Linked DNA regions of Mus musculus: region 1 is linked to region 2. Evidence: chromatin contacts called from public Hi-C data. All regions are on one chromosome and are shown on one strand. The core of a region is the stretch at or near the end of the contact, and the rest is flanking DNA. Distances in the headings are between cores, read along the strand shown. Region 1 overlaps Sntb1 (syntrophin, basic 1). Region 2 holds the start of Col14a1 (collagen, type XIV, alpha 1).

Region 1 (5,667 bases), core at 685-3,184, 390 kb after region 2:
AGCTTTCTGCATCTCCACTTGACTGCCATGGGAGCTTCATCCCAGATCACTCAGCTTCAGCCCTGGGCCATCTATAGGGTTTAGATTCCAACCCATGCTTGTTGACCACCTTGAAGCATCCTGGGCCTTCCTGCAGGGTGTGGCCACTTCCTTTGCATAGTTTTAAACATGAACTGTTTAATATGAAGACCTATGGATTGTATGAAGATACCTTCTTTCTAATACCTAATAATGGCTTATTCTTCCCAACCTGTGAACACCCTTTTAATCTTGTTTACTCATTTACTCAGCTCATTTTTTCCCCCGGAAATTCCAAAAGTAAATTCTAAAACCATGCCCTGCCTGAATTATACGATCTTACTGGACTAAGGTTGAGATTGTTTGCAATTCGTTAAATCTTTGGATCTTCTAAAAACAGTAATAAGTTAGAAGGGCAATTGAGAGAAGCAGCTTGGGAGAGAACTTGGTACATGTATTGGATTGAGTCACATAAAGCTGGGGGCTTAAAGGTTTACAGCAGGAAAATAATTCTTTTTTTTTTTTTTTTTTTTTTTTTTTTGAGACAGGGTTTCTCTGTGTAGCCCTGGCTGTCCTGGAACTCACTGTGTAGACCAGGCTGGCCTCCAACTCAGAAATTCGCCTGCCTCTGCTCCCCAAATGCTGGGATTAAGGGATTAAAGGTGTGTGCCACTGTGCCCAGCTAGGAAAATATTTCTGTTTATCGAAGGGAAATAAGAAGTGTTTGTGTGTGTGTGTGTGTGTGTGTGTGTGTGTGTGCACATAAGAGAGCCTGTACCAAGATCAGCACAGTTCCCCCAAATCCATAAGCTGAGATGGTAATGCTCAGATTGTTATCTTTGTTGGAAACAGGGCATTTGTGGATGTTCTTTATTATGTTAGGATAAGTTTCTATAGGACAAGGCTGGACTCCATGTTAGTTATAATGCTGTGACAGAACACCTGGCAAGAATTGATGTAGGTGAGGAGTGATTTATCTCATACAGTTAGAGGAGATGCAGCCGTCACATCGAGGAAGTCATGGCCCAAGGAGTGTAAGCAGCTGATCAGCCACATTATGTCTTTACACAGGAATCAGGCAGCAACACAAATTTGTACTCAGCTCTTTTTCCTCTTTATATTCAGCCCTAGACCTAAACCCATAGGTTTGTGCCATTCACATTTTGTGTGGGTTTCCCCAGCTCAATTAACTTAATCTAGAAATTCCCTAACAGACATCCCCAGAGATTTGTTTCCAGTGTGATTCTAGATCCCATCAAGTTGACAATCCATCTTCACCATGCCAGGTTACCTAATCCAAAATTTTATGTACCCAGAGGAATTGTGAACCTAGGCATAGCAAAGAGGTTTTGTGAACAATAGGATGGAAACAGGACGCTACATCTTCAAGCCAAAGATCACCAGCATTCTCAGGGTGATTTAGCAGCTATTGAAGAAAACACAGGACATAATCTTTCTCATAGCGCTAAAAGGAAAACACCCTCGTCTGTATCTTGACCTTGGACTTCTAGCTTCTAAAACTGAGAGACAAGTTTCTGTTGTTAAGCCATACAGTCTGCGATTCTATGTTTGGCAACCTTAGCGTGCAAATGTAAGCACCGTGCTATGTTACCAATGCTTTGAGGCATTTATTATTATCCCCATTTAGCAGCAGAAGAAATCATGCCTCCAAAAACTCATTTCACAGCCAAGGTTAAAAGCTTAGCGTTATAAAGCCACTGGTGTGCATTCTTGTAGTTAAAACTTGTGCTATTTCCAGATCATAAATTGCCTTCCACAAGGAGAAAATGAGGAATTCCGTGGGAATATCAAGAAAACTGTGGGCAGAAGACAGCTGGGCACCCAGAAAGATAGTCTGCAGCAGGCTGGAGCACACAGGACCCAGCTCACTGCAACCAGGCAGCACACCATGCTCTCTTGGGGCCTTCTTCTCAGTCTGCCTTTCTTTCTTATTTTTTTGGCACATGGGGTTGCACTCTGAGCAGACAGCACTTTGGTCCAAATTCCTAAATTCCTTTCTTGGTAATCAAAGCTCTTTATTCTCCAAGCCTCATATCTGATTGAAGTAATTCAAGACCAAGGTGTAGATGACTCATAAGCTTTAAGTGTTGCCTCTATTTATAACATGGAGAGTGACAAAATTAGTCACTTATGTTTACTCCTCATTGAAAAATGGAAGGGATAATATTCGGATTGTGGCTGGTTATCTGAAGGAGGAGAAACATTCTGAATTTGACTTGCATTTGCTGTGTTGCTGCTTTAGCACACCAGTCTCTTCACTGGGGGCATTTACCCCAGCTCCAAGGTGTGCACACCCTTTGAGAGCTAAGTGGGGCTCAATGGTTTGTGCATACTTACAAAGAGCACACCTCACATGTGCAGCAGTATAGTGCCCATGGATAGAGTAGCCTAAGGAACCACAGTGGGGAGTTTCTTACTGCAAATGTTTTCTATATAGCTAACCGCCTACAGGAAATTAAGTTCTAGTTCATGGCGGAGGAAGTACTGGATACAAACACTGGTTTCTGCAGTATGTCCGAGACTGTGTTAACCATGGACTCTCTTAGACAAGGAATCACAAGGTGTGACAATGATCGGCAGCTAGATGTAAGCAGACTACTGGACTTGGATTCTACTGCCTTGGCCTGCCAACTGCTGGCATCACAAGCATGAGTCACTATGCCTTTCTCAACTTCCCAATATTTCAATAGAAGGCAGGGAAATGGATGCTTGTATATGAACTTTTACTATCTTTAGAAATTGCTGTATTATTTTCCTATTTTCTGCTTCTGGAAGTCAAAAGCTCTAGAGCCAAAGTGTTGGCATGCTGGCCTCCTGTTGAAGCTTTTGGGGAGTTTCCCTGACTTTCTCAGTTTTCAGAGTCTCCTCCATTGCTCGACTCCTCAGCCAGCATGCTGTATCTTTCCTCCTATTGTTCTGTGCCACTATATTTTCTTCTCTCAACTCTGACACACTCGTCCTCCACCAAAGGATACCTAGCTAGTCCAGTATGGGCCGTCTATATCTTAGGATCGTAAACTTAATCACATTTACACAGTGCCCTTTCCCACCTAAGTGTAAAGTAATATTATCATAGGTTGGAGGAATTGGGATAACAACATTGAAAGAAAGTTTTATAGTGCCTATCTTGGTCAGCAAGTAATTCAAGTAAGATGAACAGTGAGTGGAATGCTAGGGAATCGAGACTTCCTTTAGACTTTTCCTCTGTGCTACCTCCAAATATAAATAGGAGGATAGAGTAAATAAGACTGACAAAATATCAACTGTTGAAAGTAGGATATCAATACCTGAAGGCTTTTTTTTTAATGTAGAATTTAAAGATCCCTGTAGTAAGAGAATTTAACTATTATGGAGACAAAGGAAAATGTATCTGAGACAGAATTGTGCTCAGATTGACTGCTGGCTATCAAATAATTAGCACTAATCTCAGAGATATAAGGCATGCACATACACACTTACCTCTAGGTTTGTGTTTTATATATATCAACTTGACTAGGGTGAGGGACTCTGTACAGTTGGTAAAATACTGTACCTTGTGTATGTTTCTAGAAAAGATTGGCCCATGGATCAGATGACTTAGGAAAAAAAAGTGTCACCCTCATGAATGGAAATGGATACAATTAAATCTGTCAAGGATTCAGGAAGAACAAAACGAACAAACAAAAAGGGGCCAGGGATGAGTCTCTTGGTTTGGTTCTGGATATGGGACCCAGTCTTTACACATAACAATGATACACTGTACCAGGGAGCTACCGCTCCAAGCCCATATCACTAGTTATGTGTGTGTTTGTGCATGTATATATATTTGTGTATGTCTGAGGGTTTGTGCATGTGTGTGTTTGTGTATGTGTGTGTTTGTGTATGTGTGTGTTTGTGCATGTGTGTGTTTGTGTATGTGTGTGTTTGTGTATGTGTGTGTTTGTGCATGTGTGTGTTTGTGTATGTGTGTGTTTGTGCATGTGTGTGTTTGTGTATGTGTGTGTTTGTGCATGTGTGTGTTTGTGTATGTGTGTGTTTGCTCATTGTGTTTAGCGGATTCTGGCTGAGGAACAGTGGAAGTCATATCAGCCCAGCTCTCTGGGGCTTTCCATGAACATGAAAATTATTCCTTCAGAGCATTGAGTGAGGACTTAGAAGCAAGTGATGCAGAGGCTCTGCCATGGACAGCCTTCATCCACCCATGGACCCAACTTCCTTTTCCCTTTACCAGATATGAACTGCCCATGGTCACCTTCCAGAGATGGGTGAAAGACTGCTTATCACCTGTGATGTTCATGGAAAATTAAATTAGACTCCCCTCAGTTTAGTGGGCAAAGCTATTTTATACTTTCATTAACTCCAAAATGTTGTTTCAATTACACTCCCTATTTGGTTGACAAGTTATCTTTGACTTACAGCCCAGGTCTTAACACCCAGGAAGCATGCTCTTTAAAGGGTGCTAACAAGGAATAGAAATTCTCCTGACCTCTCCTTATGAAATCATTTGAAAGACAGATGTCACTATCTTTAAACAACAACAACAATGTCAACAGCAACAACAACAATAATAAAGCAGGCTCTTTGAAAAGCACTTTCTGCTTTAATGTCCAGTTTTCAAAGGAGAAAAGAAAAAGGAAAAAAGAAAAGGTTTTGAAGGAAGAAAACCATTACCTCATCAGTTAGCTTTCTGTCAAGTCATAGTCTGGCTCAATGGCTCTTTAGTAATCTTAGACACAATAATGTTATTGCTGTATCAAAGGATTATCAATGTACTTGTTCCTAGTTGAATCTCTTGTCAGTTATCACTAAACCACCAAACAAAAACAAAGAAGAGTTCATTTTAAAGAAACCTGTGAAAGGACTAAAGCACTCAAATCCCAGGTTTACTGTTCTTCCACTAGTCCTCCATAAGACCTGCCCTTCTGAAGCTGTCCATTACTAGTCCTCCATAAGACCTGCCCTTCTGAAGCTGTCCATTACTAGTCCTCCATAAGACCTGCCCTACTGAAGCTGTCCATTACTAGTCCTCCATAAGACCTGCCCTACTGAAGCTGTCCATTGTTTTCTCTGACTTGGTGGAAAGGATGAAGTCTCATACCACAGACATAAATCTTTTTGAAAATTGAAACAAATAAGTCATATTAATTTGTCTGTCTGTCTGTCTGTCTTTGTATATGCCAAGAAGCATATGTGGAGGTCAGAAGACTACTGATATGAATGTTTTTCCCTCCAGTCTATAGGTCCCAGGGATGATACTCAGATCAGCAGGTTTAATGGAAGGCACCTTTACCTACAAGTCACCTCACCGCCACCTATTGTCCCCTAAGCGTAAATCTTATCTGCCACTTCTAGCTTAGAACTCAGCACAGTTCATTCCTTTGTGACTGATCCTGAACAAGGTCCTTATCTTTCCCAGGCTTCAGTTTCCTCATTTCTAAGTGGGGGGAGGGGTATGAAAACTCCCTCTTCTGTCTAGCTTCTACAGACCAGGATGAATTCAGACAGAGTGTATGAGGGGATTACAGTAATGTGTCTTGCCATGGCAGAATAAGTTCTCAAAACCCAGGATTTCTCAGAATCTCATCTGTAGTGCTCTTGTGCCTGATTTAGAATGTGTGCTGTTTACAAATCCAGAAAACTTCTCCTCCT
Region 2 (6,196 bases), core at 1,575-4,074:
GAAATAGGATTATACCCACGATAGGAACAGATATATAGATATATTCCCAAAGTTCCCAGCTGTGTTGGGAAGCTGGAATGTTAGTTAGCTTTGAAAAAGTCCTAAAACTATACAGTGTTTTCTAGACCAAAAGAGAAGACTTTAAGTGGATGCTTCTTGCAATGTTTCCAAGATTCAGCTCTCAATACTTCATTAGACTCTGACTGCTGATCTTTTTTTTTTTTTTTTTTTTTTTTTTTTTTTGAGACAGGTTTCTCTGTATAGCCATGGCTGTCCTGGAACTCACTTTGTAGACCAGGCTGGTCAGAAATCTGCCTGCCTCTGCCTCCCAAGTGCTGGGTGGGATTAAAGGTGTGCGTCACCATGCTCGGCCTGACTGCTGATCTTAAAGATGTGCATTGAAGGACTACACAGCGACAGAGAAACCCCATCTCAGAAAACCAGCCAGCCAGCCAAACAAACAAACAAAAAGAAAGCAAGCATATAGAAACATGGTCTTGATTTAAACTTTTATTGGGCAGTGGTGGCTTATGCCTTTACTCCTAGCAGTAAGGAGGCAGAAGCAGGAGGATCTCTGAGTTCAAGGTCGGCCTGGTCTACAGAATGAGTTCCAGGACAGCCAGGGCTACACAGAGAAACCCTGTCTTGAAAACCAAACCACACCAAAAAGATAGCCACTGAAGGAACACTGAGTAGACACATTTGAAAGAGCTGGAAGGTCATTCCCAACCACAACGGACTGAAACACGGATTGAAAACAGCCCTTCTGTTTCAGCATTAACTTGAAGTTGATGTCAATGGAAAGGAATAGGCAATAATTCAAACGTTAAAGCCAAGCCTACGGGTACTATTCTGTAATTCCAGCTCTTGGATGCTGAACAATTGTAGAGAGTTTGTTGCCAGCATGGGCTGCTGAGTGATATTCTGTCTCAAAAAGTCAAAACCAACGAAACCCCCAAAGGAACAAACACAATTCAAAAGTTAAAGACAATGAAGGAAAGGCTAGTTACAATAAAAAATATGACTTTTATAATACAAACTGTAAAAGTGTGTGTGCGTGAGTGCGCATTCCTGTGTAAGCCAGAGGTTAATGCCGAGTTAATTCTCCATTTGAGTTTTTGAGATCAAGTCTCTCACTGAACCTGGAACTCAATAATAAGGCTAGAATGGCTGGCCAGGAGTCCTCCTGTCAACCCCGTCTAAAAGTCTAATAAAACTTTCTGCATACTTGTTTATACATGTATTTCTTATTTTATGATCATCAGAGAGTCTTCCATTTTTGGATTTTCATAATTAAATAATGCACTACCTCTCCCATATCATATCTAACTCCTAACTACCTCCCCCAAGGGATTTAGAACGGTGTTTACAGTGGTCACCAGCACCTTGGTACATTATTAAAAGGGGATAATAATAGACATTTGAGGAGTAAAACATTGGAAAGGACATATATCCAAGGAACAAATACTCCTTGAATTCAGGCTCCTACTTGCCAGAAAAGTCTGTTTCAGTTCGCCAAGCCGACGCAGGCGGCAGGTGGCGCTCTCACCCTGGCAGTCCCGCGTGCGGGTTTTTAGTCTTTGCGTTCGACTACCGAGGGACCCGGGCGAATAGCGCACATTAATGAAGCACAGAAGGATCTTCAAGCTGCAAAGCAGCCTTCTTTCTCTGTGGCGGAGTTGAAGCCAAGACTGATCCCGACTCGGGGTCTCAGGGAGGAGGCTATAGCGATCCTTTTCACTTTAAGGCGAAGTTCAGAAACTACGCAGAGAGGCCACTTGGAGAACATTTGGAGTGAAGTACGCAAATTTGAAGAAAGCCTAAGCTTGGAAGGTTCGAGGTCTCGGGAATCACCTTGAATGGTGTAGCGCATCCCTTCCTGTGCTCTCAGAAGGGCATTTTGGAGGCAGGTTCGGGAACGTATGAGAGTACCTCTCACTGATTCTCTACCGCCTGCTCTTGGAACTGATCAAAATCACAGTCATTTTGGTCTTTTCTCACAAATGGTCGGCGTGTATGCAACTCCCGCTCTCCATTTGAGCCGATGACAACTTCTGGTGTGACACTGGACGCCTGGGCATTTGCTAACCTGACACAAAATGGGAAGATGACCTTTTAAAAAGCGCCCAGAGGACAAGAACTCAGATCCAGTCCCCAGCCACCAAGAGCTCTGAGCATCTCTAGCCATTCCAGAACAGGACTTCTCAAAGGGCGTGGCCCGCACAGACCAGAGTCCCCAGAGTTTTATAGACGATGGGTCCTTCGGATTCGCTCAAACCTACTGACTGTAATCTCTGAGCATGGGGAAAGGAGATCTGCTGGTCCAACAGCATAAAACTGTCCATATTTTGTTTCTACGACCAAGAAAACCCTCCAATTTAGCATTCTTCCAGTCGATTCCCGTTGAATAAATGTCTACCCTTGGCGACTGTGCTGGTCCCTAGGACTTGAAGAGCAAGGGAGAGGGGACCCACTGTGGGAAGGCAAAACTCATCTTTGGGGATGGAGCCTGGACGAGTGCTGGAGATTTCCCAGTGACTCGGGGGTTCTGATGGGGGGGGGGGGAGCACAGGGCACTGCTTTAGTTGTGGGGGTGGGGAGGACCCAGGGGCTCCTCAATTGCGTTCTATACCCGGCTGCCACGCGCACCTGGGTCGGCTGCCAGTCCTTGGGCTGAACTTGGGAGGAGTGGGGCGGGCTCCTCTGCAACTCGAGCGGGGCGGGGATGCTAGAGAGGAGGAGGGAAAGTGGGGGTCTGTCTCCCCACTTCCCGCCCCCCGCCACCACCTTTGGCTTTATAATTGGCTCGCGCAGCGGTTTCTTTCCTCTTATCTGATCCTGGGTGAGAGGCGAGGGGAAGGAAGCTCTGTAGGGCAGGAGGCGACGGGAGAGGGACAAGGAGAGGACAGAGTGAACGACAGGAAAGAGAAGTTAATTGAGAAAGGGTACTCTGAGGGAAGGCGAGCCAGGGCAGTGGTTCGCTAAGAACCAGTCGGCGGCTAATCTTCCCTAGGCGCCAAGAGGTCCCCAACCTGGGCTGGAACGTTGCCCTGCACAGGTCAGTTCGTCTTTCCCTACTGTTTTCCCGCTCGGCTTTGCATAATTCATAGGTGAAGAAAGAGCCCCAGTGAGAGCCACCTGCAGACGGATGCGATTGCCAGGACCAACCACTGCAAGTGTGCCCGCGGGGTGGCCGGAGACCTTAGGGGTGAGCTAGGAGACCGTGCACCCAGATAGATGCTTGTCTGGGGACCACAGGGCAGAGAGATTGCAACGCGCCTAGTGACCGACGGGTGTGTGGACAGCAAAGGAGCCCTCCGTTTCTCTCTGAGGATCCCTCCCTCCCATGGTGTCTGTGTGCGGTGGGCGCCGGGCTGGAATTGGCTGCATTTGGCAGCTCTGTAGTGGTGGCTCCAGCAAGTTCAATTGGTAAAGGCTTAGGGAGTCTTTTGGAAGCACCGTGTACGCACAGAGCACAACGCTGTTTAGATTCTATTTGGCAGTGGATCGGGAGACCAGTCCTTGGAGAACACGCATCCAAGCATTCACTGGACTGTTGCTGCACGTCGGGGCAGCTGTGGACCAGGCTCTGCACGGAAAGGGGGGTAGCCAGTGAGAGTTCATAGACAGTAGAATGATACCAAGCTCCCAGTGTTGCTGCTTTGAGGGGAACCACCAAGCTAAGCTGCTGCAGGAACCTTCTTCACTTTTTTTTCCTTTTATTTTTGCGAACTCCTCTTGCGTTCCGCTTGTGGGCATCCGGAGCATCTGCAGAAGTTGGGCTTTAGCATGCAGTATGCACAGTCTGGAGCAGGGCTAGGTTAGGTTAGGTTAGAGGAGCCCCGTGATTCTTTCGAGTAAGTAACCTTAGTTACCCGCCACGGTTTGGAGTCATTATGCAAACTTGGTGCTGAGTTCTTGGGTGCTCAGTGGGTAGCTAGTCTTGTGCTCAGGGTTGCTTAGGCAAGGTCTAGGAGAGCTGTTAACTTGCCCTGAAGAGCACCTCTGAAGATGCTCACGTGCAGTTCTCAGAGTGGTATGAATCCCTCTCCCACTTCCCTCCCCCGCTTCCAACTCCCCAACCCCGCCAACTGCTGGAACATGACTTCTAGATCTGACTGGAGTTCCAAGAAAGAAAGATCTATTTATTTAGGCAGGGTGGTATGTAGCTCAGGCTGGTCTAAAAGTTTTCTTCAGAACAGAGGGAGGAGACCTTGGGCTCACATTCCTCCCGTCTCCACCTCCCAAGTGCAGGATTGCAGGTGTGTGCGCGCGCCACTGCCTGGCTTTGACTCTGCTGGAAGCCTTGCAGAGTTGTTTGCTGGTAGCAAGTGTTAAAGTGGAGCACTAGCAGTAGGAAGAGAAATAGGAGGAAGACCTCTGTGACACCACGGTTAGGAGAAAATGAGATTTCTCAATCTTCAGTTACTGGAGGTCCTGGCCTCAGCTTCTACCAAAGGACCAAAGGCACTTCTTTATAGGATGGAGTAGCAAGCAGGCTCAGGGTGGCTGCACTAAAGAGATTGGGTGTTCTGTTGCTGAAGAGGGACTCCACCTCTATAGGTAGCCTCACTATTACATTAGAAATGGGTGGGTGGGTGAATGGAGGGTCGGACAGATGGAATTTAGATCTGATGTTAAGAGAATAACACGGAGGGGGTTTTGTTGCACCTGGACCCAATGCCAGATTTTCTAATACAGTTCTTTGATGGTTTGATTTGGTTGGTTTGTTTGTTTTGTTATTTATTTTGTTGTGACAGGTTGTGCCATGACTGGCCTGGAACTCATCAGGTAGCCCCCGCTGGCTAGGAACTCTAGGACCCTCTTGCCTTCGTTCCCTCAGTGCTGGCATTACAGGCATAGGCCACCATGCCTGGTTCCTTGTTTGTGTTGTAAACAGTCTACTTGATAATCATTTCACACAGGACACAATTCACACATTTAAAGTGCATAACTCAAGAGCTTTTAGTATATTTAAAATGTGCAGTACACATCCCAAATTAAGAATTATTTTAGGTTTCTGGAGATGGCTTAGTGGTTAAGAACACCTACCGCTCTTCTAGAGAGGGTTAGGGTTAGGTTAGTTTGGCTCCAAGCAAGGATATTTGGCAGCTCATAAACACCTGTAATTCCAGCTCCAGGGAATTGGACAGCCTCTTCTTGTCTCCATGGACATCCACGCCAAATACACATGCTTTTTGTTTTTTTGGTTTTGTTTTTTTTTTTTTTTCGAGGCAGTGTTTCTCTGTGTAGCCCTGGCTGTCCTGGAACTCACTCTGTAGACCAGGCTGGCCTTGAACTCAGAAATCCACCTGCCTCTGCCTCCCAAGTGCTGGGATTAAAGGTGTGTGCCACCACCGCCAGGCCACATGTTTTTTGTTTTTGTTTTTTAAATTTCTAAAAAGATATAGAACATTTTTAGTATTTCCAACAGAAAACCTACAGCTCTGGATAGTAATTTCCCAACTTGTCATCCGGTCTTGGTGGATTTCATATACATGGAATTATACTGTATAAGCCCTTTGTGATTAATTTTATTCATCTACTAGGATACCCTTAGGCTTTACCCATTTTACATAGGGCATCTTTTTAGTCTTTTAATAAATACTGGGTATCCTCTCCTTCTGCTTCAGGGTCCCTGAACCAGGATGATCCTGAACCTCCACGATAGCCCTGACCTCCAACAGGTCCATTGGAAGGGACAGGAGCCACCCTAGTGAGGCCTCTTAATTATTAATTCTCTGGGCAGGATTCCTTGGAACCTGTCAGTGTTCCTGGAGTCGTTTTGGATGGCTCCCAGGGTTCAGGATGGATGGGAGGAGCTTTTTGGCCCTAGTCCTGGACCTCTCAGAGTCCAGCTGAAGATTTCAGAGAAGTCTCTAGCCTTCTATGCTTTTCAGAACCATCCAGGGCTGACCTCCAGGATAGACTGAGCAAAGGAGAGAGACTGAAGAGTGAGTCTAGGGAGCCCCTCACCTACTAGGAAGAGCCCACAGGGCACATTCCCGTTAGATCTCACTCCTCACGGTCACCAACGAGAACACAAGGATCTTTCCCCTGTTTTTTTTTTTTTTTTTTCTTTTGGCCTGGTTGTTGCCAACATCCTCCGTAGAGATGTGACTTCAGCTTTGCAGTCAACCTTCATCCAATTCAGCCAAGTGACTGCTGTTTTCTTGGCCCCCAAAGTATAATTGAC

The links. Hi-C and Micro-C count contacts between places; a contact is called where the count stands out from the background.
Region 1: a contact with region 2 is called in a Hi-C map of cortical neurons, with 5 times the contacts expected there. The contact joins the enhancer-like site here to the promoter of Col14a1 in region 2. A contact is called at or near these places in 2 of 39 promoter capture datasets (pre-B cells and stem cell-derived epiblast-like cells) and 2 of 484 Hi-C or Micro-C datasets (cortical neurons and embryonic stem cells).

The regions. Positions count from the first base shown.
Region 1 is chr15:55,692,962-55,698,628 of GRCm38.p6, forward strand. All of the region lies in intron 3 of Sntb1 (syntrophin, basic 1), which reads right to left. Among named protein-coding and RNA genes, the nearest start is that of Mtbp, 140 kb to the left of the region's middle. Within about 2 kb of position 1,935, at least 29 of the 459 cell types and tissues checked have an H3K27ac peak or open chromatin away from gene starts, as enhancers often do. A contact at or near this core is called in cortical neurons, where this site is marked.
Region 2 is chr15:55,304,927-55,311,122 of GRCm38.p6, forward strand. It overlaps Col14a1 (collagen, type XIV, alpha 1), which reads left to right and starts at 2,825. Exons shown (of 48, transcript NM_181277.4): 1 at 2,825-3,058.